Linked DNA regions of Capsicum annuum: region 2 is linked to region 1. The links are chromatin contacts, called in public Hi-C maps. All regions are on one chromosome and are shown on one strand. The core of a region is the stretch at or near the end of the contact, and the rest is flanking DNA. Distances in the headings are between cores, read along the strand shown.

Region 1 (5,493 bases), core at 1,633-4,132:
GGATCTAGGAAGGGTAGCAAGTGCGCATACCTTATTACTACCTTGACAAATACAACGATTGTTTCCGATAGATCCTTACAAACAAGCAAGCATAACAAAAATAAATGAAACTAACACGATTAGAAAAAGCTTAAGTCATCAACGGACACTTAAAGTTATCCCGAAAATTCACTTGGACCCCTCAATTAATTTATGTACCTATTAGGCACCTCAACTGTTTAAAATGATACATATCAGGCACAAAATGTTAATTTGGCAAGGAGAGAATGTTACACTCTCCTTGGGCATGTGAATCGAAGAAAAAAATAATATTTTACTTTTTTTAATTAAAAAACTTAAAAAAAAACTTATAATTTTTTTTAATTAATTAAAAAACTTATACTTAAATTATTTTATCAATATAATTTAATTATAATAATTTTTAATTTAAAAAAGAAGAAGAAAATCTTCAACCCCTCCCCTAGCGTCACCGTCTTCACCCCACCCCACGTCATCATCTTCACCCCACCCCACCCCAGTTCGTCGTCTTCAACCCTCCCCGTGTAATCATCATTTTCACAGCACCCTACCCCCACCCTATCATCGTCGTCTTCAACCCCCGTAAAACTAACAACATTCAATAGTAAATTCAAACACAAATTCAACATTTCCTTCTGATGAATAATAATCTTGAATTTGTGTTTCCTTCTGATGAATAAACATAAAATGAATAATAATTCAACATCAAATATAACATAATCTTTTCGTGTGCGTTTTCCGACTCCGATGAATCTCGTCGGAAAATCAAAATTAGGAAGTATATTGTTGCTGCTCTCGTGTGTGTGTGTGAACTGTGAAGACGGACGACGAGTGTGTGTGTGTGAGAACTGTGAAGACATCGGGGGAGAGGTTGTGAAGATGATGACTGTGTAGGTGGGGGTGTTTTTACGTTTTTTTTTTTCTAATTGGTTAATTTTGCCACGTCAGGTGAGTGTGTTACACACACACTATACCTGTTGCTGATTAGACAAAAAAGGCATGATTGAATCAAAATTCGGTGGGTTAGGAGGCTGATAGATACAAACCTTAATTGAGGGGTCTAAGAAAATTTTACTTAAGCCATTAGAATATGTTACATGATGGAAGATACACCTGAAATTGTCATCATGGTAGAGGAGAAAGGGACATATACAACAGACAGATATCAACATCATGACAGCTCATTCACGCATACTATTAGGTAGTGTGAATAGTGACAGGCCACACTAACAATAGCTACTGGAATATTATGGTAAAATAAATAAAGCACAACTAGAAATATAATGATATGCTTAATACTACAAGTTACTATTTTCCTATGTATGCTCCCCTCCATTTCAATTTATATGACTCGCACAAAAATTTATTAACATGTTTTAAAAGACAAGTTTCAAAAGTCACAGAAATATAATGATATGCTTAATACTACAAGTTCCGAAAGTCTTTTTTTAAATAAAGAAACTGCATGTATTAATATTTAATATGGAGTTGGTCTCTTTTCATGTCCAAGACACAATTTTAACTTTCTTCACCAACCCTTTTACCTTCGAAGCACACAATTTGTAATTGACACCAGAAAAAGGTGAACTTTTTATGACTTCTCCAAGATCAAGAGGTCAAGAATGAGCTTTAGATTGAAGCTATTATCACAAAGACAGGAGCAACAACTAGAACCTTTCCTTTAATTTCAAGGTAAAACGTTAAGTAAATCTAATACACCCAAAGAGAGAAAGAGTGAGATGCCTATGCAATACCGGATCTAACATCACATATTATAACATAAGCTTAAAGAACCTACCCTGCAGTAGACTGATATACACAACCAGAACCAGCAGCTGATGAAAAAAAGAACAAGAAAACAACAAAAAGTTAATCTTTGAAGATACAAAATAAGTAAAAGGATTAGTGGTAAATGAGGAAACATACAAGCTGGTGCAGTTGGAGTCAAAGTTGCAGTTCCCTTAAAGTCACAACTAGCACCAGAGGCACCTTTTCTCTGATAATAGCTATTTACAGCATAGTTGCAGTGATCTTTGACAGTGTCAGGATTGTAACAAGCACCATTAGTATGGATAGCTGTGCAATCAGCTCCAGATCCACAGGCATAATCAATGTTCTCTTGAAGAATTTTTACATCCACACCATCTTTGCAAATACAGTAACTGGCACCTACAGAAACAAATCCACATACAATCAGCTCAAACAAGCAAAACTCATTGTGATTTTCCTATAAAAAGACTGAATCTTTGAACACAGCTGAATCACGAACATTTTTAAAGAGTAAAATATAGTGAAACCTCATCTCAAGAAGAGTATAAAAGCATCAAAAATACCGAAAACTTGAAGGCAAAGGGAAAAAGACTGAATCTTCTAATTTAATAGAATCAAGAACATCATCAAGAGCAAATTATAGTGAAACCCCATATCAAAAAATATGAAAAAAATGCAGAAAAAACAGAGAAAACTTGAGGGCAAAGTGAAAAGTGTCTCCTTACTAAAAGCAAAATCTAGTAAAAGACCATCTCAAGAAAAATATGGGAAAAAATGCTGAGAACAGAGAAAAGTTCATGGCAAAGTGAAAAGTAGCAGCTTACTTGAGTGACCAGTGATAGCCAAGAAAAATACCAAAGACAACATAAAAGCAGCCATGATTGTGAAAGCAATAATGAAGAAAGTACACTATTCCTTCACTTTTTCAAGAGAATTGGTAAAGGAGAAGAAAGGGTGTTGTTTTCTAGATAATAAAATGAGAGTGACTACAAGTATTCTGATGTATACTTGTTTTTGTGGCACTTTTATATGTATGATGAGTGTAAATTTACAGTATCTGCATATGTTATATCGTTGATAACAATATGAGAGGTGGTCCGGTAGATGGATGAGTTGTTTCATCCTTAATTAAAAATTGAAAGTTTGATTTTGGATATGAAGAAAACTCTGTTAGAAAGCATTTTCCCCTAAATGAAATTCTATACGGTATGAATTTAAATTAATCGAGTTTTAATACGAATATCGGATGAAAATCAAAAAAAATATTATTGATAAGGGGAGATGGTGTTTTTGGAAATTGAGCAGAAAAGCAAAAGCTTTTGTCATGTAATTGACTGTACCTGTACTTGTGTATGTGTGCTCTATTGCCTCTCAAACGGTCATAGACTCATCCACATGGTCACTACCTAACTCAACTCTGGTTGAATACTTTGCGATACGCTTCTTGTTCCATAATATTCGGTATCAGCGTACACTTACGGTTATTTGGTTGCGAAAAAATTATTTAGAAATAATTAATTTTGAGATAAGTTATTCTGATATAATTTGAAATTAGTTATCCCATCATGTATTTGAGATAACTTATTCCATTATTATAGCATAAATAGTGGGATAAATAATTTCGATACTAATTAATACTTCAAACCAAACATGGGATAAAATAATATTTCACTTTAACCTAAGACTATTTATCTCTTATACCTCACACCAAACAACCCCTTGGTGTTTTAATTATGCATCGATTAATCATTATTTCATTTCTTATTGTTTTATATTATTTGTTGTGTAATGCTACTATTTTGATTAATTTGTACTGTAATTGCTTTTACGATTGTATCCCCCCTTTCACACTGCTTGACAGGTATTACTAAAATTAGGATCTATCAAAAACAATCTACATTTGCCTAGCTCGAAGAGGTAAAGGTGAGATCTTAATACGTTCTATCTGTTCGGATCAAAATTGTCAAAGCGTCATGCGAAAGGTAATAGTTGAAAATCAAGATGGTGATAATTCAAACGACAGAGAAAAACATATTAAAAACATAATGATTATATAATTTGGCTAATTGACCTACATACGAAAATATAATATAAGAAAAAATATAAAAACTATTAATACTATTGTGTTGTGATATGAGAAGAGAGGTCTTTAATTTATAGAGATCCAAAATTTTCCTCCAAGAAAGATATTAGTTTTTTTTTTTTAATTAGAATTTTTGGTCTGTCTGGACCCTTTTTTATTGCAACTTCATCCAAAACAATCCAGCCCAACTATACATTGTTGACCCAAGTCCAAAAAAACCCGATCCAAAAAATGGAATATGAAAAGTTTCCTAATATCAACGTTTAAACAAGAAAAGTATTCTCTACTCTTTACTTCACATTGCCGCCTCTGCTGAAGGATGTTCCCCTTGTGGCCACTTCATCTCCCTCCTCCCCTAGGTTATCTGTAAGTTGGATGTCTGTGGATGTTGCTCAACCCTAGCTCTTTCTATCAACTTTGCCTCTGGTAAGTTCTGTTTCCAGCTTCCCTTACCTGAATCTTTAGCTCGGTTTGACTCCATCCTCTTCTCAGGTGGTCGGGGTTTTGCCCCACAGGACTGAAGTAACATCATGTCGAAGCTCCGATTTGCCCTATCAAGTAGGTTTTCTTTTCTCTTATTCCATATGGATTTAATATTCTCCCTCTTGCTCTTCTCACCTTTCCTTATTTCTCTTGTAAGTTGTTGATTTATCAACACGCAGCTCAATTTCCAGGTCAAATCCATCTGAGTTCGGTGGGAGGCTCCCAGTATCCCTTTTTTGGTGAAGGTTTTTGGTAGCTAGAGCATTTACAGATCTGTCCATAGCTTGACAAAACTCGATTTGTATATGCTGTTTATGTTGGTGCACCCCCTTGGGATTGTAATGGGACCCTTTGTGCTTTCTTTTAATCCATGTGACTGCTCTTGCGTATATATTTGCTTGCCTCTCTTTATGTCTGTTTGCTAATTTTGTGTGTTCTAATTCTAAGATTAGAGATTTGTGACTTGTCCATGTTAATATACCTTCTAATCTTAGTAGGCAGTTCCATGAAACCATAATACTCTTTTGTTTGCTGTATGTCTATTACCTCACTAGCAAGAGCATTAGCAACTGAATTTCCTTCTCTAAATATGTGTTACTTTGCCTTGCACTACATGAAGTTTGCTCCATATCTCTTCCACTATCATGATAATAGTCCAAGGAACTTTTCATGATAATAGTCCAAGGAACTTTTCATTGTCTATTTATCATCTTCATTAGTATTAAAGAATCAGTTTCTACATTTAGTCCCATATAACTGTTCTCCTGACAAAATGCAAGTGCCTACTTTATAGCTATAGCCTCAGCTTCCACATTAGTAGTTTCCCCTAATCCTACTGCTTTAGCATAGATGAAATCTCGTTGTCATCCCTTAGGCAAAAAACTGAAGCTCGGATTCCTGGATTCCCTCTACATGCTCCATCAGTGTTACACTTGACCTTGTGTCTCTCTGGAAAACCCCAAATAACTTTTTGATGATGTAATCTAGGCCTATAGTTACTTAAAATAGTAACAATGTTTGGCCAAGATTCCTTGTTTAGTTTAATCCATGGTTACAATGTATTAATTAAGTTCCTAATCAATTCCTGCACCTGCCATACTAAACCTAAATAAGTGGCTTGCTTTCCGTGTTTGATCCTA
Region 2 (5,659 bases), core at 1,193-3,692, 250 kb before region 1:
AAAATCAAATGAAAGTTATGCTAATAATATTAACAGACCTTTCCTGGCAACTATTATAATTACATAATCTCAATTAATAAAATAAATGTTCTAACTTTAGCTTTCACTTTATCAGTCTTGATAGCAGATAGAGAGATTGGTAGGGATGTTTCATTTGGTACTGGAATGCGGTCCATTTGGGCAAGCTGAGAGATTTGGTTAGCTGGATATCATTTTATGCCGACTAAGTTTGTTTGTTGTACAGATATGTATTTGTTGATCTTCAGTAACTACTGAAGTAAAATGACCTTATTTTACTAACAAAATTATAGATTTGAGCAGGAAAAAAGAAATTTAAAGATAGAGAGATGCACCATATGCATAACCAGAGGTGTACATAGTCTCGAATATAACTACCTAGTTATTCCTTAATATAGAAATAATTGGCATTAAGCACAAAACAAAATAATTCATAACGATAAAATTGCTCGTGTTACCGCCTTGCACAGCTTCTTGATCAAAGCCATGGGCTTCCTCTTCGAACCCCTCTGGAACCTGATACAATTACAAATCAAGTTGTGGCTTTCACAGACAAGAAAACAACTACACATATTAAAATGAGCTTTCACATAGGAGAATTTACGTCCAATCACCACATCCACAAGGTCCTCTGGTTGAATTACCTTTGGTCTAGCATCAATTTGTTCCACAGTATAAGTATTAATTTAAAGGAGCCGAAAATGTTAAGCTAACCTGTTTGAGTGCACGAGGAAGTGATTGCTTCACATCCTTTCTCAACCAGGTTTGTATTAAACTTGGAAGAACCTGCCAATACAGTGAAAGTATTCATTGCATTTTGTATTGTAGAACAAACAAGAGTCGTCTGTAACTGCAGTAAGTTTATTTCTCTTTTCTCAGCAGAGAGAGCTCTATAATTTCACGATGCCTTTGTTTTTTTGGACGGAGCTTTCTTCAGAGCAGTGATATTTTCATTTTTATATACATGTACAAAAGAGAAATCCATATTTATAAACAATCAAAGCTTAGAAGCAAAACACATATACATCTAACGGTTTGAGCCTCGGTGGATAATGAACCATTCCATCTACCCTTAAGGTGGCCTTACTTCATAACCTTAGCCTCCTTTTCCTTGTAGTTTCCTAGTTCGACTAAGTGACTTCATAACCTCAACAGACTTTGTTGTTTACTATAGCATATGCCACACTGTTCGAATATTGATGGATATTGGACCTACACCTCTACCCTTCTCTACTTAAATGTCAGGCTTTTGCCTGTAAGGTTTGAAACCGTGACATACATCTAACCCACACATCAGCTCAACATTCTTGTCATTAGACCAAAGCCATGGGACAATTTTGTACCCTTTTCCAAATAGGCCAGCTTTTCCGATACATGAAACTCTACAAAAGTTTTATAGAGTGATCCAAAAAGCCAACACATGGTCTCTCAACAGATAGTTAAAAACTGCACTTTTAAAGTTCCGGGTTATAATAAATGCAAACCATCGGTCCTAGAAAGAGATCACCAAAGTGATGCAGTAGAACCTTCAATTTATCTTAACCTTTATCCCAATTGAATGATTCTAGTATATGTGTGAGTGACATTTCATTGGTGTATTCTTTTGCAGGAAATCAACATATATAGACTAAATATAAACCAGCGCGATAAAATACATAAAATTTTTGATACGACAAGAAAAACACTTACCTTGTCACTCCTAAACAAATTTGTATACAAAGGAAAACTGAAGGATCAAGAGCTTAATTGAAGAAGCAATAAAAGGAAGAATCAGAAACATGTAGCAGTACGGCAAAACAGAAAAGTTAAAAAAAAATTGGTACCTCGTGAAAGATTTCATCTTCTGCTTTAATGTATACAATAGTTATATCACCACTCGGCTCTTTTTGCTTGTCCGCATTCTTATGCTATAACAAAATCGATAAAACGACAGATGATTCAGAGTTCAATAGATGAATAAAAATCATACACAAATACCAAACGGTACTCATTACCTTGTAAATTTTTATTAGATAAAACTTAAAGCAAAAAGGAAGAGAGCTCCCCTGTAGGCTTAGATAAAAAAAAACATAAGAATGACACAAATTAATGATTCTAGATAGATATTGTGCAAAATGAGCAGTACAAGCATTATACCTTGAGAAGTTAAGTGTTCTTGTTGCTGTTTGGATCCAAGATTGGATAGTGTTTGAGAGCTTGAGGAAGAAAGAGAAGAAGTTGTACGATTGATTGTAAAAGGAAAGTCGGAGAAAGGAACAAAGACATAAGGAATTGGGTCTTCTGGAAACATTGAGGAAAGATGGGAAAATATCTCTTTGCAGCTCAAAGACGGATTTTCCCTTGAGCGAAATGACAGTCATCTTTCTATATATATATATATATATATTACCTTACTACATATTATAAGGGCAGGATGACAAATTTTCGTCGTCCTCACACCCCAAAACAACCCAAATTTTAGCACTAAATGTGGGTTCCACAAAATGAAAACATTTATATACTTATAAAAAATGTGTACCACAAATTCATCATTTAATGTTGTACCCACACGTGGAAACACCATAACCATCATTAGCCAAATAAATTAGTAATATTTTTTTCTTATTACATTTTATGTGATACTTTAATTTTACACAATATTTTAAAAAATTTAAATTTATAATATTAAATATTTTTGTGATTGCAAATTATTTTAATTTTAAAATTAATTTTCAATTTATAATAAAATATATTTTTTAAAAATAAACTAAAAAATACCACACAACATTAGACGAAGAACATATTTTTTTCTCTCTTCACTGTTTTTTTAGAACCAACGCCACCACGTGTGGATGCCACATCTGGGCACTAGCTCCAGGTCCTACAAATGAAAACATTCATCAAATTATTAAAACTTTAAACCAGAATCAGAATATTTTATCACAAATATCACCATATACTTATCTTATATTCATTGTTTTAGTATTGTAGGATATCATGACTCATCAGAAAAGAGTCGTGATTACATTCTTAAAATCTCTGAAGTTGTATTTTTTTTAATCAATTTAGGTTCTTTCATCTTGATTAGGTGAGTTATTGTTCTTCTATTCTTTTTTCAATTTGGGCGCAGATTGATAGTTAAAAGCTATCAATAGTTCTTTGTTAAATTCTATATGTTGAATAATCCTTTTTCATGAAGACCTGGTAGATATTCATGAACTTGTAAAAATCTCAACCATATTTTAAATTTATCTAATTCGGATGTGTTGGACAAAGTAATCATAAGGTGATTGTGTGGTTGTACATCAATTAAATTTTGTACCGATCGGTGAGAACTTTTTTTTTTTGAAAAAAACTATTATACACTTATGCTTCTAACATTTGTGATTATTTTTGTTTTGTTGCAAAGTTTTTTTTTTTGGGGGGGGGGGGGGGGGGGGGGAGGTGAGTTTTTCTCGTTTTGGTTATTTGGGTAATTGATATAATGTTTTTTTTGTTGATCTGTAGCTTCTGTGATCATTTATGCTGTTAATTATGTGTTTCTTGACCGATTTATTTAATTACTCCATTCATTTTTTTTGTAAGAGATGCTGGTTGCTGTTCGAGTATGGCATTCAATAATTTACACACCTGTTATTTTTTTTCCTTAATAAGCAAACCAAAAAGAAAAACATGTGATTTCCACTGAAAGTTGGAGAAGTTAAAGAGCACCTATTGACCCACCCGATTCTGTTGAAATAACCAAATTAGTAACTACGGTTGAGTGTGAAAAAAAATAGTAACACGAATGATTGTAGTTTAGGGATCTTTGATGTGAGGTTGAATTTGAACGGAAAAAATAGGAGTGGATTACTATTGGAGCTTAGTTCTGAGGTACTTAGTAAGAATAGTTGTATTTTTTATGATTTAATTGTGAATATTATATCTCCTCATGTGTTGCTGAAATTTGTGCTTTAGTTTTTCATTGCATTACTATTCAGTTTATGTATTTAAGTCTGTCGAAACCAACCTCTGAGATAGATGTAAGCTTACCATACACTCTACCATCCGTTGAAACCGTTTTGTGGGATTATATGAGGTATGGTGTTTTATATATGAGTTAAAAATTAGTATTGGTTTGTTAAGCTATTACATAACATTGTTGTGTTGTTTCCAGGTGCCATCCAACATAGTGAAATAAGGACTAGAAATTAATGAATATTTCCCAATGGGAAGATGTTTTTGATGAATCTATAAATACATGTAATCATGTACTTTATACGAGATCCCACGACTTCATGTTTTCTCCAACTTGTTCTCGCAATATCATAACAGAAATAAATGAATTTATCGCACCACTTTGCTTTAACAAAAAATATAATCTCCCCATCATATGTCTGGGAACAAAAATTCATTCTAGGGAACCCTGGATATTTAATAATGAAATTTCTGTACCATACTGAAAGTTGATCATCATCTAAAATTCACAAACTAAACTCCCCATCCATTATATTTTCTTCAAGGACTGCTAATTTTCCCTTCACTTTTATCAAATTACAAGAATCTAAGACCTCATGTAAATCTTCTGGTAATCCAATATGCATAAAGCTTTCAACTTTCACATCAAATTCAACCATAGTTTTCTCCCAATAAAATTTCTTGGCTGATTAACCTTACTCATAGTGGAAAGCTAGCATGTAATAATATGGATTTCGCTTATATTGTCTAATAGTATTGAAGTGCTTGCAAGCCGTGGTAGTTTATTGATTGATCTTTTGTTTCACTTTGCTACTTGTTCTCAAGCTTCATTATGACCTTCACCAGTTTTGGTGGTTTGTGTTTCTTTACTTTCATTTGCTTTTCTGTAATACTCAGCTTTGGAATTATTAGTATTTGGGAGTTTTTTTTGATGAATTTGGGATTTCTTTGTACGATTTAAAATTCGATTCGTTCCAATTATATTATGATCGATCTCTCATTTGTTCCATATTGGATTGAATGTTTGGCATTTCTTATAAAGAATCACACCATTTATTGCTGAGCATCTGCTAGTAAAAGCCAAAACTTTAATACATTATGTTAAGAGAGAATTTGCATCTTAAGTATGTCCTATTTGGTTCCTTTTATGAAATGCTTATCTGGTTAACTAAAAATTTCTTGTCTGAATAGATTGCCAATCATATCTAAAATGATACATTAGTGTCACAATCTTATATCTCCTAATGTGTTGCTGAAATTTCTGCTTTAGTTTTTCATTGCATTATTGTTCACTTTTTGTATTGAAGTCTATCGAAACCAACCTCTGAGGTATAGGTAAGCTTACCATACACTCTACAATTCGTTGAAACCATTTTGTGGGATTATATGAGGTATGTTGTTATATATAGGAGTCAAAAATTAGTATTGGTTTGTTAAGCTATTACATAACATTATTGTGTTGTCTCCAGGTGCCATCCAACAGAGTGAAATAAGGACTAGAAGTTAATGTTATTTCTTTTCTTTTCCTCCTTTAAAGTACACATTTTCTCTCTAGGAACAAATGGAGTATTTTATATTCCACAAAATCTATGACTCTTTCAATCGAAAGCTCCAACTACTCCCGACTTCTCATTTTTTTGGTTCGAAAGAAAGCCTTCTTAACCTCAGACTGCTTTTCTAGAAAGCCTTATCATGGCCGGTTGCT

The links. Hi-C and Micro-C count contacts between places; a contact is called where the count stands out from the background.
Region 2: a Hi-C map of leaf shows a contact between it and region 1, with 2.5 times the contacts expected there. The contact joins the promoter of LOC107867402 here to the promoter of LOC107867401 in region 1. A contact is called at or near these places in 2 of 5 Hi-C or Micro-C datasets (bud and leaf).

Annotation. Positions count from the first base shown.
Region 1 is chr1:98,000,568-98,006,060 of UCD10Xv1.1, reverse strand. LOC107867401 (PLASMODESMATA CALLOSE-BINDING PROTEIN 1) reads right to left here and starts at 2,882. Exons shown (of 4, transcript XM_016713621.2): 1 at 2,613-2,882; 2 at 1,945-2,187; 3 at 1,817-1,853. The coding sequence starts at 2,667. LOC107867400 (a long non-coding RNA gene) reads left to right here and starts at 4,110. Exons shown (of 3, transcript XR_001673171.2): 1 at 4,110-4,297; 2 at 4,364-4,429; 3 at 4,512-4,745.
Region 2 is chr1:98,254,216-98,259,874 of UCD10Xv1.1, reverse strand. LOC107867402 reads right to left here and starts at 2,442. Exons shown (of 8, transcript XR_007052188.1): 1 at 2,155-2,442; 2 at 1,842-1,925; 3 at 733-804; 4 at 1-534.